Regions from separate parts of the Zea mays genome. Here all the other regions are linked to region 2. Evidence: chromatin contacts called from public Hi-C data. All regions are on one chromosome and are shown on one strand. Each heading gives the region's core, a stretch centred on a gene start, on an enhancer-like site or on the middle of the called end of the contact. The rest is flanking DNA. Distances are from core to core; before and after follow the strand shown. Region 1 holds the start of LOC100272256. Region 2 holds the start of LOC100282190. Region 3 holds the start of LOC100502340.

Evidence for each region. Hi-C and Micro-C count contacts between places; a contact is called where the count stands out from the background.
Region 1: a contact with region 2 is called in a Hi-C map of bundle sheath, with 3 times the contacts expected there. The contact joins the promoter of LOC100272256 here to the promoter of LOC100282190 in region 2. A contact is called at or near these places in 7 of 25 Hi-C or Micro-C datasets (bundle sheath, ear, endosperm and 2 more).
Region 3: a Hi-C map of tassel shows a contact between it and region 2, with 1.7 times the contacts expected there. The contact joins the promoter of LOC100502340 here to the promoter of LOC100282190 in region 2. A contact is called at or near these places in 3 of 25 Hi-C or Micro-C datasets (ear, leaf and tassel).

What each region holds. Positions count from the first base shown.
Region 1 is chr9:2,840,002-2,844,507 of Zm-B73-REFERENCE-NAM-5.0, reverse strand. It overlaps LOC100272256, which reads right to left and starts at 2,777. Exons shown (of 8, transcript NM_001146750.1): 1 at 1,992-2,777; 2 at 1,789-1,868; 3 at 1,271-1,348. The coding sequence starts at 2,679.
Region 2 is chr9:3,052,540-3,057,302 of Zm-B73-REFERENCE-NAM-5.0, reverse strand. It overlaps LOC100282190, which reads left to right and starts at 2,848. Exons shown (of 16, transcript NM_001155102.3): 1 at 2,848-3,188; 2 at 3,303-3,458; 3 at 3,839-3,960; 4 at 4,295-4,348; 5 at 4,462-4,568; 6 at 4,727-4,763. The coding sequence starts at 2,999.
Region 3 is chr9:3,251,310-3,255,816 of Zm-B73-REFERENCE-NAM-5.0, reverse strand. LOC100502340 reads right to left here and starts at 2,905. Exons shown (of 4, transcript NM_001363267.1): 1 at 2,210-2,905; 2 at 1,969-2,118; 3 at 916-948. The coding sequence starts at 2,824.

The DNA.
Region 1 (4,506 bases), core at 1,528-4,027, 210 kb after region 2:
GACGTTGTATTTAGAACTAATATAAGGTTCTTTGCATTTAGCCTTTCATATTTAATACACAAATATTTTCTTCGAACAAGAGACACCTGTTTATTTCGTGTAATAAAAGAGTTTAACGATTTATTTTATTCTATTCTGACACTTGTTTCATATTTATTTTAAGATTTTAACGATTTATTTTAATAAAAGGGTTTTCTAAGATTTTAACGATTTATTTTATTCTTTTATGACATTCAATTATTATTATTTTTTTTAAAAAAAATCAAGGTCTACGATTTCTTTAAGATCTTACCTCTTATGAGGTAAATGGGTACCATAGCAAAGCCCCTAATATAATATGGCGACAAAGCTCTTGTTGTCCCTTCTAAAAGACAAAATAGATATCAATGTCTCTATGTGAAATGAAAGTGGGAAGGATATCATGTGTAGCGTGGATGTATTGCATTGAGCCATCTGGAGATCTGGTAGTACAAAAAAAAGTACAAAACTATACAAGAGTATAGCATTAGGGATGTATAGTAAATACTTAGAAGAAAATAAATGAAGGCATACGACCTAGGCTGTAGCGTAAGATATTGTTTCAAATATTAATGCCTCCAAGACATTTTTTCATCCACTATAATGAACATGTTGCAGATCTTCAAATCAGAACTAGGAGTAATGCCAGTGAGAAGAATACAAATTAGAGACCAGAAATGGTGGCAAAACATGTTTCTAGGTGTAAGCACTCCACACCCCGCAGGGACTACCTTACACAAAGTATTGCATTCTGGGCTTGCTTGTTGAATAGAATATGGTGATAAGCAAAGGTGCAAAACAAAAGGCAAAACTGTATACGGTAACATATGTGAACAAAGAAAACCCATTTGACAAGAATTGAACTCAAGAATTCCATTCAAAAAAGAATTGAGCTCAAGATAAAAGAGTAAAAACAAATAACCAGTTGCAAATAAGTTGAAATGTTGCGACAGAAACACTGAAGTTGGTCTGAAAAACAATAAACTGAAATCGTGAAGTATTCTAGAGTACATCTGATAGCATATAAGATCATAAGGAAATAGCTGCACCAAACATAATATTTCCACATTTTTGGAGTATGTTCTTTCTGGTAGAAAGATATTTGTATCTGCTTGTAGCCTAGTAAATCTTTCCAGTTTACTAGTAACATCTTATGGCATAACCCCATACGTGATGGATTATGTGCTCTAAGATATGCATGCATTCATGTAACTGAAATGATAGAAATCAGAATTATTTCTTAAATACTTACAATTGGCCCATTTTCAAGGGCATGTTCTTTGGCAAATTTGCAAGCTTGCTTCACAGCAAGAACATCCATTCCATCGACCTACACAAAACACAAGGTACCATTTCAGTGCCAAGCGTTAGCTAGATTGCAGACATGGAGACCAAAATCAGCATCCTATTATGCAGATTTTGCTGGACCAGGGGATTCCAAAGAAGGGTACCAGTCTCGACAATACTAACATAAATTAGACGACCAAGCCTCAGAATATGCAAAACTCGTAGTGCTATTAAAAAAATTAAGGGACCATGTGTTTGAGCAAACAATTTGAGATCACAACAAAGCCAATCCTGCCAGAGCATAATAATAAATTCAACACTGAACTCTGGCACACCCAAATTTGCATTTGATTTTAGACTTTACAGCCCAACAATACAACATTGCACACCGGAGCAATCAAATTTGCGTTTACAAAACCAATCAATACTATTCACATCACTCTGAAATAAACTGTAAACCAAATCAAAAGAACAACTATTTACCTTTAAGCCAGGCACATAGTCCCCGCGCTTGTAGTAAGCCGGGCTCTTGGAGGCCCTCCACTCTGCCGTCCCCATCCCATCTGCATACACCAGGTACTCCAAAGTCACTCCACTAGCCCACTCTCGATTTCGGAATCCCACCGATGAACAGTACTATCACAGCACTACCAGCTGACCAAGCACATGGTAACAGAAGAACTCACAGTGGTTGTTCTCGCAGACCAATATGACAGGCAGCTTCCAGAGCGCGGCCATGTTAAGCGCCTCGAAGAGCTGTCCCTGGTTGGCGGCGCCGTCGCCGTAGAGGTCAAACGTGACGGTGCCCTCCTTCCTGTACCTCTGCGCGAAGGCGATGCCGCACCCGAGCGGCACCTGCGCGCCGACGATGCCGTGGCCGCCGAAGAAGTTGGCGTCCCGCTTGTAGAAGTGCATGGACCCGCCCTTGCCCCTGGAGCAGCCGTCCCGGCGGCCCATGAGCTCGGCGAAGGCGGCGACGGGGTCCCCGCCGCGCGCGAGGTACGCGCAGTGGTCGCGGTAGGCGGTGATGATGGCGTCGGCGCGGGTGGCTGCGGCCTCCATGCCGACGGCGACGGCCTCCTGGCCGTCGTAGAGGTGGCAGAAGCCTCGGATGAGCTTGGCCTTGTAGAGCGAGTCCGCCGCGATCTCGAAGCGCCGCATGAGCGACATGTCGCGGAAGAAGGACAGCAGCTCCCGCGCCGAGGTGGTGGCCTCGCGCGGTGGCGGGTCCACGATGTGGGACTTGAAGGGCACCGAGGTGTCAACGGTGACCGCGTCCGCGGAGTCGGAGACCCCACGCGCGAGAAGCGGCAGCGGCGCCACGAGCTGGCTGGCGGCGGTGGGGACAAGGCGGCGGAGAATGGCCGCGGCCATGGCGTGCGCCTACAACGGGAACTCGAACAGAGCGGGGCGAGGACGCGAGGTGCGTGAAACGTGTAGGTGTCGAGCGAGCCGCTGGGTGGTGTTCGGCGGAGTGGCGGCCTGGCGGGGGGCGGGGCAGACGGGCAGTGCTGGCTTTCAGTCGCTCGCGGGCCGTGTGCCCGTGTGCCGCGTGGTGCAGACTGGCTTGGCCCGGGGGCGTCGTGGCGTCGCGCGACGGACAGGAGCCTCGAGGGCGGCGGGCGCGCGCCGTGTCAAACGCAGTGACGTGAGCTCGACTTTCCAACAGAAAAGCTTACGGGTACGTACTAGCCAACATGTCACAGGACTGCCGTGCTGGTGCGGTGCCGCCGGCGATCGGTTTTGGCCTGTTGATGACCCTGTTGGTACTGCAAAGTGGGACGAATCCGCCGCAGATCAACGAGTTCGAAAAAAACAAGCAAACCCTACTCGTGACGAGTCGCCACCCTTTTACTTAAACAAAGCAGCCAAGCAGACAGGTGGCTCGCCGGTAAAGCGACCCGGGAGGCGAAGAAGGGACACACGGTCATCTTCGGTTGGATCCCTGGACACCTGTCACTGTTCTTGAATCCCAGATCACGGACCAATCCCGCGGTGACAGGCATCTCCGCAGCGGCCGGCGGAGAGTTGGGCATGTTTAGTATTTTTGAATATTTGTTGGACCATAGTTCATTTTTACTTAAACTCGATGAATAAAATAGATCGAAGAAAGTATTACGGTTTGTTAGGAAGAACCGAAAATAAGTTTGAGGCTGACGAGTCGGCTCAAACATGAAGTAGTTTTGAGTGGTTCGTGAGCCGAGTCGAGCCGGTTTTTTAATTCGTTGGTGCATCGAGCCGGCTAACGAGAAATGCCAAATTGGTCAATCTATAAAATAATGATTAATATATAATTTTATAGATAGTTGGCTCGTTCTTTACTATTTGATGATGGATATATAATAATTCGTAATTCAAAATAGTCGTAATATTGAATGATGATTCTATGTTCTATATTCACATACTGTTAATCCACTGTATAATATAATAATATTTATTAGTATGTTGCTCATGAGCGAATGAGCCAAACCGAGCCCCGTCTCATGAACCAACTTCGAGTAGAGTCTATCCTATTTCTTTAACTCGTCGAGTGGATGAGTCGAACCGAGCTCGGCTCGTTTCAAGACTAGTATATAGAATACAGTGGTGAAATCGAGCGTCGGTTTTTTATGGTGTATTACCCTAAATAAATTAATCTTCATCCAATCTCTCAAGACCTTAAAACTCACGGGATGCTCTCGAGCCCATGAATGACTGAATATTCTTGATGATGACCGACAACCACATCGGAGCATTTGATCAACAAAAAAAAGTGAACAAGTGAAAGTTCTCAAAATCTAAAAAATGAGCTCTCTACTCCAATGAGAACGAAGAAAGAACCCTAACTAAATCCATCATAATCAACTATTGATCCAATGTTTTAGAAAAGTTCCTAGGGTATATAAGTAGCCAAATAAAGAAACGGATCGTAAGACGGATATAACTCCGAAACCACTCAAAACACTGGTGCCACACCCGATTTTCAAAGACAAAGTTGGATGCATCTCATATATGCGACAGAATCAATTTACACATATGATGACTTTAGTGTATAGCAACTAGTGTCACAACTTTATAACATAAATTAAATAACTAAACAAAAAAGAAACTAAACGACGACGGTCAACAGACAATCGACTGGAGCAAAGAAGGCCTAGAACTCCTTAAAGTATTCATAATAGTCTTCCTATTGACCTTGGTCTGAGCACCAAATTCATCAAG
Region 2 (4,763 bases), core at 1,599-4,098:
ACGAGCTGATGTGGTCGTGGGATCTAACACAGCACGCGGCGGGCGAGTTCTCCTTCGCCATGGTGCAGGCCAACGACGTGTTGTAGGACCACAACCAGGTGGAGACGGTTGTTGCCACCACCTTCATCGGTGTCTATGACGGCCTCGGGGGTGTCGAGGCGTGCTGCTTCATCTCTAATCACCTATGAGTGCATACTGTCTGTATGTGCCTCTCTTGCTACTCGCTAGCTTGAGAGTTGAATTGTTTGGGTTACTGGTTATTTTTAGAGCTACATCCCTGCGCTGTTGCGATTGTCTACACTCTACAGTAACCACGAGAAATAGGTTTCTTTGTTAAGTTGTACCACTATTTTGTGAATAAGATAAAACATCAACTGCTACATGTGGTGGATTCTTGGTTTCTTGTCGAGCAGCTACCAGCTAATAAAGTCTTTACTTAGGTGCGCTTTTTGTCATGTTTCAACTCACTGGACAGTTTTTGTTACAAAAAGTGAATTTTATCTCCCAATTATTTTTGATTTGCCAATAAGCATGAATGGTTTCATTTAGTAGACTGCCTGTCAGGAGTTGATTACAATTTGCAAAAACAAATAATGGTGATGAGTGAAAATTATTAAATATTTTGCAGTGATTTAATTTCTCTACTCTTTTTAAGTGGGATTAAGTGGGAACTAGAAATGCCCACTTTTGATCCACCTATTCAAAATTCACAAGAAATAGGACATGAGAAACAGTTGAGATGTGCAAGTATCCTCCATGAGGAAAATAAGGAATGCCAAGGACACAACAAGTGGACAAATGTGCTCTAAAAGATTAATGGAAAATCTAATGTTTCATAGGAGGGAACTTTACCTGATAGTATTTTATTTTCTCAGCAGTCCAATGATGATGCATTAAGTTCATGGGATATTGAAGCCATGAGACATGCATGTGAGGGTACTGGAGAGGACATAATGTGCATGCTATATCTTCTCTATGCTATATATGGACACCTGTTACATGTGCTAGATGATATCGAGTTTTATGAAAAGCGGGTAGAATGCTTGGTGAGTTAATAATATGAATAGCCTGTTACTGAGTAGCGGATCTTTTTCTATCTATCCGCTTTGGGCTCTGCCTTACCTCCTTTCTTTCCTGTCGTCTCAAGTCAGTGCCCTTCTTTGCTTTTTTGATCAATTTCACAAGCAATAAGCTCCACTTTCTGATATTTGCCTCTTCTGAATCGTTTCCAGATATTGGAGCTTCTGGCCTCATTGCAAGCGTAAATTCATTGTGTTTTGCATTGTAATGGTTCCGTTGCGAAGCACGGGCAATTACCTAGTGATGGTTTAAACACTGAAGGTGTTACACATAATCACTTTTTGAAACCGTTTACTTACACTGCTAAATTCGTGAAACTTACTTAGATTGCTAAATTCTTGAAACTAGCAATAGGATAGAGAGAAAACAGATTTCACCTGGACTAGTATAAAAATGAGAAATAGTTTTAAAATATTTTTTCTTGAAACATTTCTCCATTTGTAGTGATCGACAACAACCATACGGATTTTACTAAAAATCAATCATGTTTCCCTCACTTTCAAAGGTTTGTGATGGCTAGAAGAAGTTGCAAGGTTGCGAGTAGGGCGGGACGAAATGCTCGTGGCTTGTTGGCTCGCTCGGTTCATGGTCAGCTCGGCTCGGATCGGCTCGTTTGAATTTTTTCACGAGCTGATTTGACATTCTAGTTCGGTTCGTTAACGAGCCAGCTCGCGAGCTAAACGAGCTGCCGCATTCTAGCAAAACGAAACTATATGCATATCATTTACAGAATAATTGATGAACATGCTATATATATGTGAGGTGTCTATGCCTAGGAGTTAATCTAATGATTAATGAACTATGTTTATATGTTAATTTGGTCTATGCAAATATAATTGTGGGTTAAACTGATGAACATGTGAATTGTGAATTAATGGGTGATGAATTGTGTTAATTTGGTGTTACATTGATGTGGTTTGTGAAACTATGAGCATAATTACTATTTTCTATTGTTAAATTAGCTTGAAATTAACTAAAAATTAATTATTATGTACATATTTTTTTCTACTCTTTCTCGCGAGCTAAACGAGCTAGCTCGAGCTCGTAAACGAGTCGAGCTGAGCTGACTCTGTGGCTCGTTAGCTTAACGAGCCAGGTCGAACTCGGACGAGTCGAGCCGAGTTAGATCATTATCCACCCCTAGTTGCGAGCTTAGCGGTACACATGGGGCTTTTTTTACGGTTTCTTTACATCATAATTGGTTTCTATCGGCCAAATATTTCGCTTCTCGTTTGTCTACGTGAGAATTATCTAAATCAACGTGAATGCATGATTCGTCGACTCGTTGCGACATAAATTCACTGGACCTTTTTATTATTTTATGATATTTAGATTCTGGTAACAGCTAGATCAGAAACTTTTAATAAATGATGGCAACTTTTAAGAAATGATGGCACGTCGATGAGCTGAAAAACAACGGGCGAACGGCAGCGACATCGACCTGCAGCCGTAAAATACCACGGCCAACCGAGGTTCCAAGAGACAAGGCCAGACAAAGACAGTGGGTTCTTTCATCTGTGCAGGTACACCCAGAAAAACTTCGTAATTAAACTACAGTGCAAAGAAGCCATACGGCACAGACCCTAGCCACACAAATACGCCAGTTGTCGGGTGCCCCACTGCAAAACCACAAAAACTTCCGGTCTTCACGCCCGCGCCACGCCGCCTGGACCAGAGTCACCAAACCGCGGACACGCCACGAAAGCACGAACCAGGGACTCGCCCGCCATTCGCCAACCCCCACGAACCCACGGCCCTCTCCGACCCGATCGCCATCACCCCACGCACTCGCACCCTTCAGGGCTACCCCATAAAAACGCCCACGACGGCGACTGGCCTTTCGATTCGCCCAGGGCAATATTCCCCCCGGACCAAACTAGATCAGCGAAACCCACTCCGCTCTCCCGAGATCGGACACATGGCGGCGGCGGCAGTGACGTCCAACGGCGGCGCAGTGGCCGCGAACGGGCCGGCGCCCGGCAGGCTGGCCTCCGTGTACAGCGAGGTGCAGACGAGCCGGCTCCTGCACACGCTGCCCCTCCCCTCCGTCCTCCGCTCCAACTTCTCGGTCGTCGACGGCCCCGCCAGCTCCGCCGCGGGTAACCCCGGTGAGTGACCGTTCAACGCTGCCTGTAACTTCGGATCTCGGGTCTTGCATGTGGTTTGCTACGTATTCCATCGAGCTCACCGGATTTGTGGCTGGCTCGATCGATCTGTCGCAGATGAGATCGCCAAGCTCTTCCCCAACCTGTTCGGCCAGCCCTCGGCGTCGCTGGTGCCTTCGGCCGAGCCCGCGGCGACCAGGCCGCTAAAGGTCGGTGTCGTGCTCTCTGGTGGACAGGCGCCCGGCGGGCACAATGTCATCTGCGGCATCTTTGGTGAGTATGTGTTTGCTTGCTGAGCTTTTCAATCACCAAAACTGCCAAGGCTCTAGTTGTTTTAGTGCTAATGGAGGCGATTTGGAGTTGATAGGAGATCCAAAGAACTTAGGGTAGTGCCATTAGTTGAGTTAAAAGGGTATTCCCGCGTTCGTCAGTAATGTAGTGTCTTTAAATGAGGCCCCAGTGAACTTCGCAGCTATAGATCTCCATGGATTTTTGTAGTATGATGAGGCAAAACTGATTGATTTCAGTTGTTTTTTTTGGAGTGAGTCCCTTATTGGATTTGTTGAGTAGACAATGAAAGAGTTTGATTGTGTTTTGAAGGCTTTCCTGAAGCGATTCTTGTGTTTGACTTTGCCTGGTGTCGGTTGGATCAGATTACCTTCAGGAGCGTGCAAAAGGTAGCACCTTGCTTGGATTCAAGGGAGGCCCTGCTGGGATCATGAAGTGCAAATATGTGGAACTCACTTCAGACTTTGTGTATCCCTACAGAAACCAGGTACAACAACATATACTTTAATAAGTATACTTGTTGACTGAATTTTTAATTCTGTTCACTTTGTTTATTTAAATAATGTTTGTTTGCCTGTTAGTGTTAGGTAAGTTTTTGGAGTTTTCGCGTTGCAATTGTGTTTCTTATGTGTCAACCACTGTTAGTGTTTTTGCAAAATTATTACTAACAAAGCGTGATTAGTTCAGCAAACTAACCTTTGTAGTAATGAACTGTCGGTTATTGAATTTCCTACTCTTACATGCATGACACCATAATGAGGTGATTAGTAGGAAACTATTTCCTTTCGATGATGCATTTAAATTTTATTTCTTTTTGATAGGGCGGATTCGATATGATCTGCAGTGGAAGGGACAAGATTGAAACACCGGAGCAGGTATGTCTCTGGGGTCTGGCCATGTTTATGTGCAGATGCTTATGGAAAAACTTTGCTACTGGATTGCTTAATCATGGTATTTTTTTTCTCAACTACCTATGTTTGTTGTGCAGTTCAAGCAAGCTGAAGACACAGCCAACAAGCTTGATTTGGATGGACTTGTTGTCATTGGTGGTGATGATTCAAACACCAATGCCTGCCTTCTTGGTGAATACTTTAGGTTGGCTGCTGACACTATGTTTTGGTGTTCCAATATTACGGCTGATTTATGAATATAACATTCCGATAGTAGTTGACTTTTTCTTGATCTAACTGTTTTTCTGCTTATTCACAAGAAAATCAAGATTATGATACCAAATTATGAATTTTGCTTCATAGGTCAAGGAACCTGAAGACTCGTGTTATTGGTTGCCCA
Region 3 (4,507 bases), core at 1,656-4,155, 200 kb before region 2:
ATCTGAAAATGAATAAATGATGTGGCAGGTTGTAGGAGAGCAGCATGATCTAAGTGAATGCATAACTCTACTCATATTATGCAATGGGCCATAAGTAAAGGTGTGTCATCCAACCAGCCTATGCTAATTAAGCTTATATTCAAAGATAAGCAAACCTGTATCATTGTTCATTCATAAGTATCATTATATGCACTATGCTGTGAACTGCAAAATGAAATACAATGGAAAGAAGCAACAGCATGTTCCATTTATGACAGAGATATTCCCATAAGTTCTTCCTGTTATCATCTCAAACCAAGAATATGATGCTAGCCTTTTCTGTTATATTATCTCGTAAGTGGTAATGTGTCTAGCTCATGCTTGAGAAGTAATGAAGAAAACTTGAGCCCAGCTTTAAAACATGAGAAAAAATATATAACAATAGTAAATAGCATCAAACCGAAGTCTATATGGCATCCCCTTAGCGTCTTTTTCTTTGATATGTAAACTCCATGTGCGAAAGGGCCTCTAGTGTAATGGTTAATGCTTCCGAGTAGCACCTCCAGGTCTCGGGTTCGATCCCCCTCGAGGGCGAATTTCGGGCCTGGTTAAAAAAATCTCGGGTTATGTCCTACGCGCCACCCTCTGACTGGGACGTTGCAGAGTGGGTAGTGACGGCCTGCTAGTGATGGGGGCCAGGGTTCGGGGATTTTCTCGGCCTAAACCTTGTTTCGGTCTCTTCTTAATATAATACCGGAAGGGCGGTCTTTCCCTCCCGGCCGAGTTTTTTATACGTAAACTCCATGTGTTTTTCAGCATGGTGCATGCCAAATAACAAAGAGATAAAGAATGCATTTTGTTTATGCATCAGCTGTAGGCAATCATGACACAAAATTTAGCAAAGAGCAAAGATATAAAGTCATTGTGTGTACTTGCCTGTTCTATGATGGCAAAGTAGTGGGAGTTTGCCTGCATTGAGAAACAAAGGAAATTCAATGTAGCTTACTTTTAAAGTAATAAATAAATATGACAAAATACTTTGTTAGAAAAGAATAAACCAACAGAAAGCGTAGTGTTATAAAACACGATAATTAATATATCTCCAGAGTAGATGTTCATTAACATATAATGAAGTAGTACAATATCTGTTAAACAATGAATAGCTTAATAAAAACAAGCTCACAGCAGAAGCAACATGCTAAAGGAAAAACATAAATTAAATATGCCGGTGCTGTTTGTGATCATTTAGCCATAACCCTGATTGTTGAATCTTCTTAGCATGTGTACTAATATATGCAAATTCACGAGCAACAATGCCTGGCAGAATAGTTCACGTAATGCTCAATTGCCCATAGAATATGTAGATTTTGTAAGCTTGAAGTGGCCAGTTAGAATAAGAGCGACAACTACACCTGACACTAGGCCTGAAATGACTTCTACGCATGGAAACTACAAGCACACAAGCCAACAATATATAAAACCAAAATAAGTTACACCCAGTTCATGCCTAAATATGAAACAGCATCAAGCGCATACCTCCCTAAGGTTTGAGATCACAATGTGGGCAAGGAGAAACAATGAAATTTCATATCAGTCCTACAAGCACGCAGGGGCGACGGCAGGGGGGGGGGGCACAGGGGGCAATGCCCCCCTAATGCTCCCCTAATTCTTTAGAACCTGTTAGTTTTTTAGCTAATTTTCATGTAAACAGTGCAAAAAATGCTTCTAACAGCCCCCCTAGTGTAATTTGGTCCCCCTAATTTTGGATCCTGGCTTCACCCCTGCAAGCACGGCACGTCGGATTTCATTTGTCGTCAGCTAGACAACCAGGTAATAAAATGTGAAATGAAATTCCATTTCATTCATGTCCAAGACAGATGATGACGCATGGCATATTAGCATGGCAATGGAAAACACAAGCAAGGAAACAGAAGCTACGGCTTACTCCTTAAGCCTCATCTAAACCACAAAGTTTTGCTTCCTTCTCACCTCATCGTTCATGACCCATCCACCACTCACGATTTCGAGCTGCCTATCACGGACAAGCTTAGCCAGTGCCTCTTGCTTTTTGGGCGGCGCGTCGCGCCACCATCTCTCCAGGTATGACATCTCCTCCCATATGAACTTCCTCCGCGAATCCTATACCATAGCAGAATCCTGACGATGGTCAAAAGGAGAAGAGCACCAACGCCCGAAAGCAAATCTGGAGTGGCGAGAACACTAGGAAGACCTTGGAGAGGGACTCGACGATGGTATCGAGGATGTGGCGCGACTGGCGCTGGTAGTACTCCTCGACGGTGCGGATCCACCCGGGGTCGTTGTGCGAGTGCGGCGCGACGAAGACCTTGAGCTTCTCGGTATCCCACTCGTCGCCCCTGTACTTGACCTCCCACCCCTGCTTCCACGCACCGCCGTCGACGTCGCTGAACTCGATCCGGTCGTAAAGGTCCCTCGTCGTAATATCCACGGGCGCCTCACGTCCGATCCGGTTCGCCACAGCGGCCGCTGCGGCCTCGGCCGCGGCCGAGTCCCGGAGGCGGAAGGCGGGCCTGCGGCTGAGGCGCGCGCGGGAACGGACGGGCGCAGACAGCGCGGCGGAGCGGGATGAGGGGAAGCCGAGACGGAGAAAGGCCAGGATAAACAGCACCGCGAAGGCAGTCGTGGCGAGGCAGAGGGCGCGGCGGGAGTAGGGAGTGGACGCGGAGTGGAGGCTCCCGCGGCGGCGGGAGGAGGCGGGCGCAGAGAGGGAGGACTTGGAACGGAGGTGGTGGTGCGCCTTCGGCTTGGAGGTGGTGGGGAGTAGTGCGCCGGAGCGGGCCCCGCCGCTGCCGGAGAAGAAATGCATCGCCGCCGGTTTCGGGATCGGGATGGAGTGGCCTGACTGACCTCGCGCGGGCTGCCGGTTCCGGGGTCGTCTGTCGTCTCGAGTGGGTGCGCGGTGGGCCTTCCCACCCGTGCCCGGCACGGTCCAGCGATATTTTTGGTCGCTCCGTTTGTTTCGATGACTGGTGGCCCTGTACGAATGGTATGCTTCAATGACATGTGGGGCTACCTCTAAACTTCTAGGTGGTGAACAGTGAACTGAGAAGTGTCAACTGATTCGAACTCATCTTATTGTAGTTAGGGATGATAATTTAACCCGCAAACCCAACATTCGATAGGTACGGATATAGGTAAGGATTTTGACTCGCGGATGTAATTCGCATCTGACCTGAAGTTTCGCGGGTGTGGGTATGAATTTCTATTTCAATCCGTGGGTGACTTGCACCCGACCCGAAATTTGGTTTATTCGGTATTTTACGCAATAACGATAAAGATACAATAGTAATTATTTTCAATAAGTAACTTGGCTAATGATTCATGAAGTGTTTTGTTGCTGCTCAACGTGATAAAGCTTAAAATTCATACATATAACTTAATTATTACTGGTATTTAATTGTTTATAGCTGAATTATTGTTTAAAATTGTACACTGAGTAAAACCCGTGAGTGACCTAAAAACCTTACAGGTTTGGGTGCGCGGTTAGAATTGCACCCGTGGGTGATATCGTGGGCGGGTTTAGATAGACTTCACGGGTATAATTGTGAGCGGGTTTAGGGTCCCTGATTGTAGTTTCTTGGCATTAATTATTATGTCACTTAATTTTTGCAGTGTATTTTATTGTCTACTAAATACGACTTAATTAAAAAAATAAAAATAATTTCTTAATAAAAAACATGTCTATACAAGAGAAATGATATGATACTAATGAGAGGAAAAAATACGTGACGAGACAAAAGAACATTCTACAAAAACTATTCATTAAAAATAGCTTCTACATATGATTTTCATATAAATTAATTGACGTAAAATTTATTTATAGTTTTAACATTTGAACCGCGGAAAGAGCATCTTCAATAGTGACTTATCTTAAGATTTATTTGGTTGGGTTGTGGCTGTGAAAAAAAACTGTTGTGAGATATGAGTTGTAGAAAAAATTGTTGTGAACTTTAAGCTTTTAAAAAGCTAAAAACCATTTGGTGAAAACAACTAAAAACTGATGAAAATTCTTTAATACATATTTTCACAGTTCCCTTTCTTTTAAAAGCAAGTCCAGATGTGATTTTAGTTTTGCACTACGAGAAAGTCGGCTTTTAGAAAAAGTGGTCTATAAATCTAGATCTAGCTCTTTTGTATGACTTTTTGCTTTTAAGGAGTAAAAACCAAAAGCTAAACTAAACACACTCTTAGTGCCTCAAATTAAATTATATGGCTCAAGCTAAAAAAATTGCTCCAACATTGTTCAATGTTACAAAAAATTATTAAAAAATATAGGTCACCTACTGAAGTGACACAAATATAATACACCTTATTAGGATGCTCCATATCTAGATCTAAATGAACGGACGCTTCATAAAAATTTTCTTTCTAGACAAATGGATTAGAATAAAATATTTAGGTTAGTCACTTAATTTGGACCTTTATTTTTAAAGCTTTTTTGGTCTAAATTCTATAAAACATATCTATTTTAAATTTTAGAATATTTTGT